Linked DNA regions of Zea mays: region 1 is linked to region 2. Evidence: chromatin contacts called from public Hi-C data. All regions are on one chromosome and are shown on one strand. The core of a region is the stretch at or near the end of the contact, and the rest is flanking DNA. Distances in the headings are between cores, read along the strand shown.

The links. A called contact is a pair of places that touch in the nucleus more often than the background predicts.
Region 1: a contact with region 2 is called in a Hi-C map of tassel, with 2.8 times the contacts expected there. The contact joins the promoter of LOC100381431 here to the promoter of LOC100274205 in region 2. A contact is called at or near these places in 2 of 25 Hi-C or Micro-C datasets (leaf and tassel) and 1 of 3 datasets of contacts at active chromatin or transcription factors (seedling).

The regions. Positions count from the first base shown.
Region 1 is chr3:175,075,677-175,082,596 of Zm-B73-REFERENCE-NAM-5.0, forward strand. It overlaps LOC100381431 (alpha/beta-Hydrolases superfamily protein), which reads right to left and starts at 4,368. Exons shown (of 13, transcript NM_001174272.1): 1 at 4,193-4,368; 2 at 3,179-3,325; 3 at 3,071-3,097; 4 at 2,874-2,964; 5 at 2,668-2,711; 6 at 2,473-2,571; 7 at 1,998-2,055; 8 at 1,849-1,901; 9 at 1,639-1,740; 10 at 1,466-1,531; 11 at 1,230-1,354; 12 at 981-1,152; 13 at 399-894. The coding sequence starts at 4,324. The coding sequence ends at 808.
Region 2 is chr3:174,910,720-174,917,952 of Zm-B73-REFERENCE-NAM-5.0, forward strand. LOC100274205 (KH domain-containing protein) reads right to left here and starts at 5,257. Exons shown (of 7, transcript NM_001148577.1): 1 at 4,747-5,257; 2 at 4,098-4,183; 3 at 3,231-3,376; 4 at 2,775-2,900; 5 at 2,570-2,686; 6 at 1,475-1,618; 7 at 1,009-1,401. The coding sequence starts at 4,832. The coding sequence ends at 1,249.

The DNA of each region.
Region 1 (6,920 bases), core at 3,118-5,617, 160 kb after region 2:
TAAAAATCTAATAAAATTGTCTACAAAACATTAATAATCATCGTATGCTGATTCAATACCTATCAAGGTCAATCAACACGAAAAAGATGTATCTATCTAGATTTAGACAGATTCAGAATCCATACTTCAAATATCTATAACCGAAGATTTAAACCACCAAAAAGAGTGATTCATAACTTTTTGGAAAGATTAGGAAAATGACTACAACTTTTTAGATAGCCGCCAACTATTAGCTCTAGTGCATTCAAACACCATATAAGTTTATTCTGCATTATTTGAAAGCAACACATCTGCAAGAAAAGATCTTAGTTTTATATTTTGACAATTGTTCATTTTGTTCTAAGTGAATCAAGTACTGTCGTCTATTCAACCCCGTCCCCCTCCCTCTCTAGGCAACTATCAGGAACATTTTTTTTCTAGACTCTGCAAATCAGGCAGTTTAATTCGAGATCTTACAACTGAACCGTTCAGGCTAAAACAGGTACGAAAACGCTTCTCATTCGTCAAGTATATGACAGACAGTTACAGGTTGTTTCTCGAAGAACAGCCTAGTTGTATAACTCATGTTACATACTCTTTTTTTTTGTAAAAAAAAGAATGAACAAATGAACAAAGACGCCTATCATTCAGAAAAATGCTGGCTCCACCTCCCTGCTTGTAATGTACACATCTTCTGATAGTGTCAGCGCCTCCTCTCAGATTGTCACTGGATCAATTAAGGTTTGATCCTCTTGCATTCCTCTTACAGTAGAATCGATTCAGAAATGCCTCCCCTCTATTGTCATTGGATCGATAAAGGTTTGATCCTCAGTCCTGCATTCCTCTTATAGTAGTTTCGATTCGAAAGGTTGACGAAAGAATTCTAAAGAGACCGTCTGGGTTGTCTGCATGAACCTGGAAGGAAACATGCAAATAATCAAATATTTTGGTTTGCAGCTTTATTGTAAAAAAAAAGAAAAAAAAGGCGGGTGCCAAAATACCCAGTGTCCAGCGTCTTCAAGCACGTGCATTTCAACTCCTCCACCCTCATCTGCAGCTAATTCCTCCGCAGTATAAATTCTTTGGAGGTCTTCGAGAGCCCATCTATGCAAACTTCGTTCAGCTTTTAGAAAATTAATATGAACACCCCTTGGTACATTCTCTACAATCCTCCTGAATGGAGCAGCATTCCATTAGTCACACAACATACTTTCTTTTGATGATCTCAACTGGCATCGCTGAAGATTTACCATAAGTTAGTATCCTCATAAGACTTGTACATCTCAGAGATGCCATTTAGATCAAAAGTCCATGAGAAGCTTGAAGATGGTCGCTGACCCAATGGACTGGTTCGACGTAGATTTGTAGCCACCCACTGAAACAAAGAAACAACACAAAAAAAAGGAATATCTGTTGGCTGCTGTTTCATTGGAGACAACAAGATAGAGTAGCCTGAAAGGGCATCTCAATAAGCTGTTAACCATACCCGTGCAACGTCCATAGAAAATTGTCCTTTAACAAGAGCATCAACAACCTCCTGTTTTGAAGAAACCTAAATTTCAACAATAAAATGTAAAATAAAAATGAGTCCTGAAGCTGTGACAGGGCACCAAAATGTATTACTCAGTAAAGTTTTTAAGATATGTCTTAGAGTCCAACCTGCTCAGGCATTCTTCTGAGAAATTCAATAAGTTCAGCAGGGTGATCTTCACCATCTCCCCCGGCCCGAACTTTGCCAGGAGTAGCATCAAGAACCCATACCTTTTAAGAAACAGAATATCAAGAAAATAAGCATAACAGAGAAGAACTAATCAATGCAAACATATTTCAATTACACCAACAACATTCAAAACAAGAAGTAGAGCTCACTCTAACAGGACGAGCAAGTGGTTTTGCAGCTTGTTCTACCATACTCAAGGCCACTGCAAAGCTCATATGTGAGTACCAATATCCATTTTAATTACTTTTGTTGTAAAGCATAACATTTCAAAACGGTAAAGACATATATTAATAAAAACCTTTTCCACCAAAGCTGTGACCAACCAAAACCCGAGGGGTTAGCCTGAGCTGCATTATCTGTTGGATTTTGATGGAGCAAAATATAAGTCAGCTAAAGGAGTGAACAACCAAGAAACAACAAATAGCACCAAATATAATAAAGAAGTTTTGAAAAAGGTGTGTGCCATGCCACCAAATCACTTCGTCATTTACTTCATAGTGATGACTATTAGATTACAGGAACCTCAAATAATGCATTTTGTCATATGACGCTGATGCATGTAACCTAACATGAAGAGTTAGGCTTGTCTCCAAATGCATAAAGCTAGATTTGCAATAAGATGAATATGCAGATATTGTGCAAGCACGTTGGACACAGATAGAGTTCATTTTCAAACAAGCTACACTTCTAGTTCTATTGATAAAAATGAAGATTGAAAAGAATGAGAAGCCAAAGAGCGAAGACATAAATAGCTGACGCAAAAAGCTACAAACCAGCTTTAGAACATCAAGAGCAGTTGAGGCAACAGTGTGTGGTCCACTCTTCTTAATTGATGTTGAGTCGCCATGGCAGCGCAAATCAACCAAGAGGAACTTCATAAAGAGAAACCATAAATGTCAATCATTTTTCATATATGATATGCATTGTAGAGTAATTCAGGCCACCATCAGAATGATAGATATAATGACCTGCCACATTGGGAATTCCTGAGCCAATCTCTTCGCAAAAGATCCTTCACAGACAATTTGTTTGTTACTTTGTTAGTCATGTGGTTCACAACCAAAATATAAAAAAATCAAGTATGTTACTCAACTTCAAACCTATAACAAAATACAAAATGGGCCAATACAAATATTAAGACAAATTACAGACACATTGAGGACTCCTCATTTACCCCAGTTTTTCCTGCTCCCAAGGATGCCATGAAGAAGAACAGCTGTTGGTGGATCAGGTATTGATTTGTCCATAAATGAATTCCACTGAACCTGAAGTTAAAGTGTTGAATTTGATTTATGTCGATTGGACAAAAAAATCAAAATCAAGCTAGTTTTACAACTAATGACAGATAATTTGCGTGAATGCAAAACTTACAAGATTCCCTTGAACCAGTTCATAGGCCTGCAGATGAATACAAAACATTTGTCAGGACAAGGGAAGAGGACTCATCCCGTACAAAAAATAGTATCAAAGCTTCCATACCAGAACTCCAGCATGCTTGTCGACTTCAGGCTGGTAAGCAATTCTTGTGTCGGCCAAAGCCATTTGAGCACAATTGCATGGAGGACATAGCAAAGAACTTGAATTCAGACTAGACGATGTCAGCAGGCAATGGTTATGAACATTCCCCTGAAACCAAAAGGTACAATCCCAGCAAGATGTTGAGATTTCTGCTGATGATACATAAAACAAACGGATTTGGACAGCTGCACTAGCAGATGCCATCAAGCAGGCAAGCTAATATTCAATTAATGTGATCTTCAATGTTGTAATCTCTTCATAACAACCCTAGTTTAAGTTCCAGATCTCCCTCCGATTGCTTTTTTGTTCTCTGTTTTTAATACTAAAAGTAGCAAGACAGAAAAATAGTAGAACTAGTAAATATGAATAAACGTGGGACCTGAAATATTTAGTTATAGTCAAAGTAAGAAATGATTTGCTGCTTAGATCCCTCCTTACAACTAAATAAACTACAGTGATTACTAGTACAGCAAACACATAAATTTGCGACAGAAGAAACTAATGACTAGTCACTATCACTAGTACAGCCATAGAAGCAATTTAATTATTTGTGAGTCCATGATTATCAGTTCAATTACCCCAAAATTTCCTTCATTATAGTGCCTCTAGGTGACAAATATAAGATTTGAGGACAGTCATAGCGACTAATGAAATCGAGGCAATCCATGCTATCAAATAAAAAAACAGCTGCCAAAATGAAAGAAACACATCAACAAACAGTTTGTTTGCTTGAATAGCAATAGGATTGTACAGCGAAGCGACCCAATTGCATCTGCATTAGGCCGATAGCTAATCCAACACCCGCCACCTCACACCTTCAAAATTGCACCAAAACCTCGCGTTTAGCTCGAAACCAGCAACGCGAGGCGGTAGCACCCATAACCCCGCCAGGCACTAGCTCCTACAGCATCGACCACGACGACTAAACGGAACGCAGAATGATTCTGGGCATCCGGAGCGAACGCAGAGCCGTACCTCGCGAGGCCGCGCCGCGCGAACCCTAGCCCCGGGTCGCGGCGCGGATAGGATCACGGCACCGAAAGGGACTCTTCTCGACGGCGCGTAGAGTGCGCGCGGCGGCGGTGGCGCGCGTGCCGCCGCCGACATCAGATCACCGGGGAGCGGGGTCAGCAACGGGTCGGGGGCACGCGCCGAGGCCGAGACGAGCCAAACTGGTGCTTGTTTTCCTTGCAATAAAAAATGGTCAGTTTTTTTGTCGGTTTTGTGGTGGGGAGCGGGCGGAAAAAAGGTGGAGGCGGAGAACCCAAAGCACTAGAGGCTGGCGCGCGGGGCCATGGAGTACTGTCAGGTGGGGTCATATACGGGAAAAGTCCGCCTGGCGGCGGTGTGTGGTCGGTGGGCGGCTGGGCTGGGAGACTGGGACCCACCAGTCGAGTGGCTGTGGCTCCAGTTGGTCCTCCCGTACGTCAGTCGTCAGCCTTCAGTGCGTGGTGGGGACGTGGCGACCGGACGTAGCGCTGTGCCAACCATCAACCATGTGTCCATGTGGGAGGTATGTGCTGGAGCGAGCGATCACGCATTTTAAACCTTCCAGCTATATCGATTGTCACATTAGCTATATGGCATTCACCCCAACAAAGCAGAAAAAATTAACACTCCTCTACTTATTCTAAAAGTATATGTGTTATATATATTGCACAAAATAGGAAGCAGCACAATATATCTCTTAATCCTTAAGCCGTCTCCAACACATTGCGTTGTACATTGTACTATTCACAAAGTAAAATTTAAAATAAAAAATATGATAGAAATCAGGATAGTTAAACTGCTGGAGACACCATTATATGTTGGCTACAACATGTTAATGGGCCTTACATAGTAGCCATAGGCTAAGGGCTCAAGGCATAGCAGGCTGCTAATGTGTTAGGGATGGTAACGGACACATTTTACTCGCATGCATGTAGGTGAAAATCTTGTAGGATGTGAGGTTAGGTGTAGATTTATACCCACAAACACGAGTGTGGAACTGTGGATTGATTCTTAACTCGACTGTTTTTTTCTCGTGGGTACGAAAAATTGGACATGTGCCTGTAAACCTATGTACCCGCATTATATGTGTGTGTGCACGCGCATGTGAAATATATGTATAATTATGTACTCACAGGTAGAGGGTGTGGGATGTATAGTGTACCCATCGCAGATAAGTATTTACCACATGGTACATGTTTATAATTCCTATACATGTGAGTTTCATGCTTGTTGCCGTCCCTAGCCTATGTAGTCAATACACACAAGAAGCAACTGCAAATCAACCTTGTATTGCTAGCATGCGGAAAAGGCGTACGACGCCTTCAGTCTTCTCGAATCCCTTTCCGAACCCTATTGCATTGCACCTAAGGGTTTATAATTATGTTTTTAATGTTCACAATTTCATTTTTACCAAGTTTGACTTTTTATTTTTAGATTTGGAAACGAATCGGTAAAAATAACCGAGATTCACTGAATCCCGTTCCAAATTGTAAACCTTGTGATGCCACGACAATGGAAAGGGTTGTTGCCTATAATTCAGCCATCCAGGCGCATAACATCTTGCCTGCAGATTATAGACACCCTCTCGGCCTCTTTGAACAAGTAATTAGATCTTTACTTTGTTTAGTATTTTTTTCATTCCTTTTTGCTACAGTTTGTATGTACTAAATCACGTTGCTTTTTCTTATTAATTTCCTTTTGTTTGGGTTTCTGTTATAAGGTAGCTAGCGAGTGTTTTAAATAAATCTAAAAAAATACTACCTCTATTTCTCTTTATTTGACACTATATAGTTCAAATATACACTAACAAATCTCAAATAAAAAATCGAAAGGACTATTTATTTTTGTAGGGTAATCATAAAACCAAAAAAATACTACAATTGATTCTTGGTACAAGAAGAAATATGTTATGGCAAATGCACCTGATGATCATGGACTAAATGAATTAAATGCACCAGACGAGCACCATATGAGTGAGGAGTACCAGACGAGTTATGGAATGAATGGAGGAGCACCATTTGGAGCATCATATGGAGGGGTACCATACGATTCATATAGAGGAGCGTCATATAGATACCCATACATGTATGGAGGAGCATATGGATAAGTGAGAAGGAAGAGCGTCTATGGCGGGAGGAACATTATTGATATGGTCTTCATTAGGAGGAGGAGCATACACTGATGATCTGTAGGGATATAGAGGAAGAGGATACTGATAGAGGTTGCGGACTCAGGGAACAAGGATGAGCAGAAACATCCTCCCAACAATGATATATGGAAGAAGGGTCATCGAAGAAGACTTACCCTACACCGACAAGGGTCTCAAGATGTTGTGGAGTTTGTGCCTGTAGCAAGTCGCTGAAAGTTTTAAAGTTTGAACTCCATATTAGATCCATATTAAAATAGTGTGGATGTTTTACAAATAAGATAAGTGAATTAGAGGGTGATGTATGTAAATGAAATCAAACACTCCTCTCTATTTACAGAAAGGGTCTAGAGTTTTTCTTTGTTTTTGAACTTCAAACGGTCGAAATTTTGTGAACCAATTAGGAGATGACATGTGACAACGTGTGGTTAGTACACAGTATAAAGTACTAATTAGTCGGGATCGATATCAACTAATTCTCCAATACATGGATCGGTGCAGCCATATACAGGCCGGTTCAGCTCTGACACAGTTGGTACGAAACGGACCGATCGGTTGACAAGTACA
Region 2 (7,233 bases), core at 4,007-6,506:
CCCAAATTAGCTCTAAAGAGATGGTGATGTTGAAGTTTTTTCCCTCACAGGGATGTAAACGGAGAAGACTTCTCCAATGGGTAAATGGCCTGTTCCTCGGGGACTCGTTAAATTTACATGTGACAGTGTTTTTATGTAATAGTTAATGATAAAAATAAATAATTAACTTGTCAAGAGAACATCCGTTCTACAAATGTGTACATTTTAATGTACACAAAATGATTTTTATATCTAACAATGTGTATAAATGATAATATTTTACATTAATAACAAATGAATTACAATATAATTATAATTTAAACGTGGACATGAATCATTGACGGGAATTTATCCCGCAGGGAATATTGATAGGAAAGAAATGTGCTCGGCAAGTGTTCGTAGGGATCCGTGGAAAAAAAATCGTTGCAGGAATGAGGAGCTAAAATCCAATGGAAAATTACCCGTTGCCCTTCCTCTGCACATGAGGTCTTGGATGGCTACAACCTGCTCATGGAACATGGAAACAAAAGCTTGCAGCTAAGCTATAGCGCATCTCCATACACCTTTATATTTGGCACACAGACCAGCTCAAACAGGATACTTCCTCTGTGTGCCAAAATAAAATCCATTTTAGACAAATAGTGGATTCACGAAAGACTTGATGTATGTGTTATATATTATAAATACAGACATAAAAATCAAGAGCTAAAACATTTTGGGACGGAGGAACTATTTTACACTGGTTCCGGTACATGAACCATGAAGAAAGCACACCGATATGCATTTTATGAACGCAAAATAATCATTGCCTCAACTATAGCTGTCTGGTTGTCTTGTACTAGCACCACACAAAAGCATCAGCACATGACATATTACAACTATCTCAGGTACACCAACGAAACCTTATTATTGTCCGTCACATTGACACCCCCCCCCCCCCCCCCCTCCTCTCCCCAAGCTTTCTACAGCGACTGGCCAACCGGGCCTTGTTAACTTTCCCAAACCAATAATGTTAATAATACTTAGGCAGTCAGAAGCACAAAGAATAAATAATAGTAGAGTCAAACAACAAGCCCGGAGACCATTCGTCCAAGCACAGCACAGGCATGTTTGTGTGCTTGTCGATAAAGCGCACAGATCATGACAGGCATAGGCCATCACTGATGATCCCAGCATATGCATCACCAATCATCTCCAGCAGTAGCTTGTGTAATAATTGGGCATTGAACCATGATTGATTTGGGGGGATGAAGGCTTTCGGAACAGAGATTACCGCCCTGTTTTTGCGCGCTTCATCCCGGTGGAGTTGAAGGGGGACACACTAGGGCTGAGGTGAGGGCTTGGGCTTTCCTCTCTCAGTGTGCCATTTAGAATCGCCAGCTCCCTCAGCTGCTGCTTCTTGTAGTAGTCCATGGACTCGTCCTGACAAAGTCTACAGTTAGCTAACAGAATTACTTTTTAGATGATGGCATCAATGAGGAACGGGGTTACATACAATTGGTTTAAGAAGATCCTCTAGGATGGACACAGCTTGATTAAGACGCACATCAACCATATCTGCTGGAAACTCTGCTTCCACAAGCACATGCAGTTGTTCATTAAGGTGTTCATACCCAGGTTTATCCCTCAGCTTGTCTTCCTATGAATGAAATCATACATGCTCTTCAGGGCATTTTGCATCAGGCTGGTCATGAACTCATGATAACTTGGAAGGATAAAAAAGTAATGTACTAATAATCCTGAGTCATGCATAAGATGTAACAAGAAAACCATGATCATAAATAATATCTTACTCCTTTCTTAGCTGTGAAAGATTTTTTTTTCTCTAAAAAAGGAGTCCATATGCAACTACATATTTTTTTGAGGTAAATTATAGGAAAAAATAGGAAACCCCGTTGACGAAATCATACTATTGTGTGCCGATAGAGAATAAATGAAGTCATTATATAAATGTATCTAAACTGCATCACATAAATGATCACTCACTACGTATAAAGTATAATAACATTTCAACTCAACTTACTAGTAAACTTTAAACTTTACATGCTGCTATTACATCAGAACTGGAAATGGAAGACATACGTAGTTTTGTGGGTCACACAGTAACTAGTCCTAAATAGTAAATGCATCCTAAATAGTAAATGCATCCTTGCAGCTTGGTACTAGAAATAACTCAATTAGTTGACACTAAAAATGAAATGGACAATGATAACCTTGATTAGATTTTTTCCAAAACTTTGTGCCACTATCATAGCGTGGAGTCACAATATAAACTTTATGTAATGTGACAGAGTGAAATTAACTGAGTATATAACCACAAATCAGTAAGGGCCAGCGGCCAGCCACAAGTTTGTCTTTGTCCATGATATGAGCTATGCAATATACAAGTTTGTCCAGCCACAAGTGAAATTAACTGAGTAATTGCTAGTTAACAATGTGCAAATATAATGAATTTCAAAAAAAAAATCACATAAGCAGTACTGCAACAATACATGGTACATGAAAAAGTGCCAAATGATTTCAATTTATGGCCAGTGATATTATTAGTATCAGAAATATAAAAAGGAACATCAAATAGTCATTTAGTTACCTTAACAGAGTCTTTCACAGAACCCCGTCCTCGAATGTAAACTCTACATTGGGTTGAAGCTTCAACCCTTTTCAGGGAGTTACCTCGCGGCCCCAATAAACGACCAACAAAGTTGTACTAATCACAACCAAAGAGTAAAGCAGTCAAGATATGACATATCATATTAAACAAAGCTTAAAGGAAAGTATTTACAAAAGCTACCCACGTTAGGATACTTGTCTACTGGAACATCCAGCCTCATGACTTTCTTGACAACAGGAGTGGCAGCAAGTACAGGAGCACCATTCCAGCCCATTGATGATGCTTGTAGAACCCCCATATGCTGAGAAGCCTTGAGAAAAAGAAAATGATTAACCATATCAAGAGAAGGTGACAATATAAGCTAAGGCAGAATGTAAAAAGCTTGGTCCTCAATGAAAATATTTCAAACAACATCTACTCTCATCCATTAACAGTACCAGGACGCTTCATGATTGCCAGGAATAAATTCTGACATGGAAAACAAATATTCATTTTATCTCATGTTAAATTTACAAGTCACTATATATTCTATCGGTAGACAAGACTAGTCACAATTAGTGGCAGATTCAAGGTAAATGAACAGCATGATCAAAATCTAAATACAAAAGAAAGACAACAACAATGATGCCAGAATATGCACCTCTGTTTGAATCCCTGACCAGCCCTCCAGATCCATCGGCTGACCATTCACTGGGTGGCCAGGTAACCTTAATGGGCTACCATGCTCAATTCTCTCAGGATCAACAAAGTTATGGTTAGGCGCCATAGAAGATGCGCGCAAAATCTCTGCATTAAATAAAACAAGAACTCAATTAGAGTATTAGACAACTATACATATTTAAGCCAGAAACAATAATGACATTTATACTTTGCATGCCGCTCTAAACCGGGGCAAAGGCAACCTGCCTGGGATCTCTAAATTTGTACAATGACATGAACTGCATTGTACCAATGAGATAGTAAACACTCCACTTCGCTAAAAATAGGCATTAGCTGCAGTGAGCCAGTGATCATCCACAAGATAAAAAAATAGGTTGCCATAAACAGCAGCCGCACTAGAGTGTTAGCAGCCCCTTGGGTTGACATAAATGGAAGCCATTGTCAACTATGAGAACACGAGTTATTCTTTAGAGCCATAATTCAATGGAGTATTATCTTTTTATCACCATAAAAAAGGAAAAATCAATATGATGATGGGATATATGACAAATGAATGAACAACAAAACCCGGTCACAAAAAAAATCTCTAACGAAATTTTATGATCAGCAAATAGTAAAATACATGATATAGCAAACCCAAGAAGACAAAAGTGCAGAGGCAACCAGCAAAACTTCACACAGATATACAATTAAGTGCCCCAACCTAGAAGACTTGGGGGAAATCTAAGCATAGCAACTAATGATAGTGAGTGTGTTGCGCCATTAACAATCGCAATGGTTGAACTAATGAAAAAAAACTTATATAGATTAACAACATTAGTAATGCATGGAGGCACAGGAAACAAACCTTGGTTCAAGAGCCTGGTACAGAAAGGAAGAACTTGCACAAATGGGGCCAATTTCTGCCTCTCTGCAAGCAACTCAGCCAGATATCTGCCAAACAAGAATCAACGTTAGGATAACAGTAGCCAATGCTAAATTTATTATCCATGTGATACAAAAGAAGAAACATAATTTGGAGGATCTAAAACTAAAGCAGCTATAATCCCGCAGAAATGAAATGTAAAAGGAAACTTTGATATGATATATACAGAACGATCCATCAAATTAAAATTTACATGTGACTATCGCCAATGAGCGATTTGTTACACACAAAGTTTACACCCATTAGCAGCGAGTCAACCATACAGCTCCGTTTAGGACAGCAGTAACAAATCTATCAGCGAGCCATCACAAAAGAAGTCCCTACGATTACAGATCACTCCTCCATAACAATCGGCAGCATTGATCAAGGGGAAACATGGCATCCGGAAGTTTAGAATTAAGCGGAAATCTCCACCGCAGCATCAAATCTCGTGCTCCTCAGAAGGATTCCGAAAGGGCAGGATCAAAAACAAAACAAAACTCACCAAGAACAACAGGGAGAACAATAGTGACAAAAGAAATAAAAAAAAATCAAGAACAACACTCACCTTTCTCTTTCAGAGGAAGAATACCTCATAGAATTGAGGGGATGGGGGGAAGAATGAGCAGGGGACTGCGAGTATTGCAAGAGGGACGGCGGCGGAATCCTTTCGTCCATGGTCCCGAAACAGCGAACGCAAGAAACTTCACCACAAGATTTTGCAAGGTTGGGGGAAGATACAAGAAACCTAAGAACCCAAAAATCCAGGAACCACGAAATGAAGAATTAAAAAAAGAGGCAAGAACAGCAGCTGCTTTCAAGCTTTGGTCCAGAGGCCTATCTTGAGGCCTGGGAAACCTAGAAGACGAGAGAGTTCACAGAGGACCGAGAGCAGGTAGATATATGGGTGATTCTAAATCGCAAAAGAGGAAGGTAATAGGTGGGCAATCAGTGATGAGAGCCCAGGCTGTGCAGGAGTTGGCAGCAGCTCTTGTTGGTGTTATTAGTTCTTGTTCTTGCTCTACTTCCTTTCTCCTCTCCACAGCACACCCACAGCAAGAGAGAGGGGTGGGTGGGAGAAGGGAGGAGAGAGAGAGGCAGAGACAAGCCCAAAGGAGGGAGGGCTTTGGATTCTCTCCCTGCAGTAGTATATGTCGCCGAAATCCAGATGATTGAGGTCTCCCTGCGCCTGCGCCTGCGCCTGCGCCTGCGCCTGGAGTTTGCTCTGTAATTTTCTCCTCTCATTCATTTCGTTCAAGTATTATTATTTACGTTTGTTTTGTATTTTCTTTGTGGTCCCATTTACCTATTTTGATACGTGCACCCGTCACGGTTCCAGCAAACAAAAACTGTGGCGAACCATTCCGTGAATGAGGCCGTCAGTCAAAGTCTACGGTAGCATGCGATTTTCAATTTATGGGTGTATTGTCAAGAAATGACGAAATACATTGCTAATATTTTTATTGTAACTATATTATTCTATGTAGTGATATCAGTTTATTGACCTATTTGGCAAAAAGCTAAAGTCAACATCTAAAGTGCTGCAAAAATTAAACTACATGGAAACATATAGCTAATAGTTTAGTTATTAGCTACTTTTAGCAAATCCGCTAATAGTTAGCTAGCTATTTTTTAGCCAGCTCATTCTTTCTTACTAATGGAATTAGATGGCTAAGAGCATTTCCAAGAGTCTTTCTAAATTTCACTCTCTAAATTATCATTTAGTGAGTCGTTAATATTAAAACCACTTTCTATATCTATTCAATCTCCAAGAGTCTTTCCATACCTTGTTTTGCGCTCTGGAGAGTTAGAGCATCTCCAAGAAACTCTTCATTTTTTGCTCTCTATTTGACTATCTATTTACGTTTTTATAAAGATTACACTCTATATCTGCATCTCAGTCCAACAGATTATCTATCTAGTTTGGCTAGTCAGGTGGCTAGCCAAATTTAGCTAGTGAGAGAGCCAATTTAGAGAGCCAGATAGATTGTGAGTCAGATAGCTAGTCTGTTGGAGATTTATTTTGCTATTGAGTAGCCAAAATTTAGCTTGACGACTTATTTAACTAGTCTCTTGGAGATGCTCTTATTCACGTTTTCTATATTTGGCTAGCGAGAAACCAGGAATAGAAGATGACTATATTTGGATAATCATTTAGATAAACTGTTGAAAGGTATTTTTTATAAAAAAAATCTCTATTCATATAGATTAGAAAGTATATAGAGAGTCTTTTGGAGTTACTCTAACAAATAGCTAGCTAAGAGCAACTCCAGTAGTTCTCTAAAAGACTTCCTAAATCAATAATTTAGGTAGTTAACATGAAAACTATTCTCCAACAGTTCTCTAAATGAACTTTCTAAATTTAACAACTTGTCATCTAACCTCATTTTCTCTCTACATTTGGCAACCATTTAACAACTCCCTAAACAAAAATGTTGACTGCATTATATAGTTTTTGTGACTTATTTTTTATGTGGATAAGTACAAAACAAAATTACAACCTATATTTAGAGAACTATTGGAGAATTCACATTTTTTTACTCCAAAAGTCATTTAGCAACTTCTTAAATCTGTGATTTAGAGAGCTAAAGTTTACATAACTATTGGAGTTGCTCTAACTGTTAGCTATTTGCTAAAATTAGCCAATAGCTCAATTATTAGCTAGATTATTTGGATGTCTTCAGCTAATTTTAGCAGCTAACTTATTAACTCTGATGCATTTAAACATAACTAAAGCACTTTAGAGACGTTAAACCAAACACAACTTAGGACTACGATTAGATTCATCTCTATCCACTTGGTAATTGGTATGTTATAATCAATTGACAAAACAAGAACTAAAACATGTCGGGGTCTTCCCATATGTACCCCTAGCCAAGTCGTAATAAGGAAAATTATTGTACTCGTCAGTTAACGGAATCTAGGTGTCCGTTTGAGGAGCGTTGACTCCTCCAGCTAATTAAGCGCAAGTGCGCAACTACCCCCGTCCCAGGCTCCCAGGCCCGCTCCATCTGAGCCGTTCATCACGCGTCTAGATCACCTCGCTACCGAGAAGCACGCAGGGCCGTCAAACATTTCA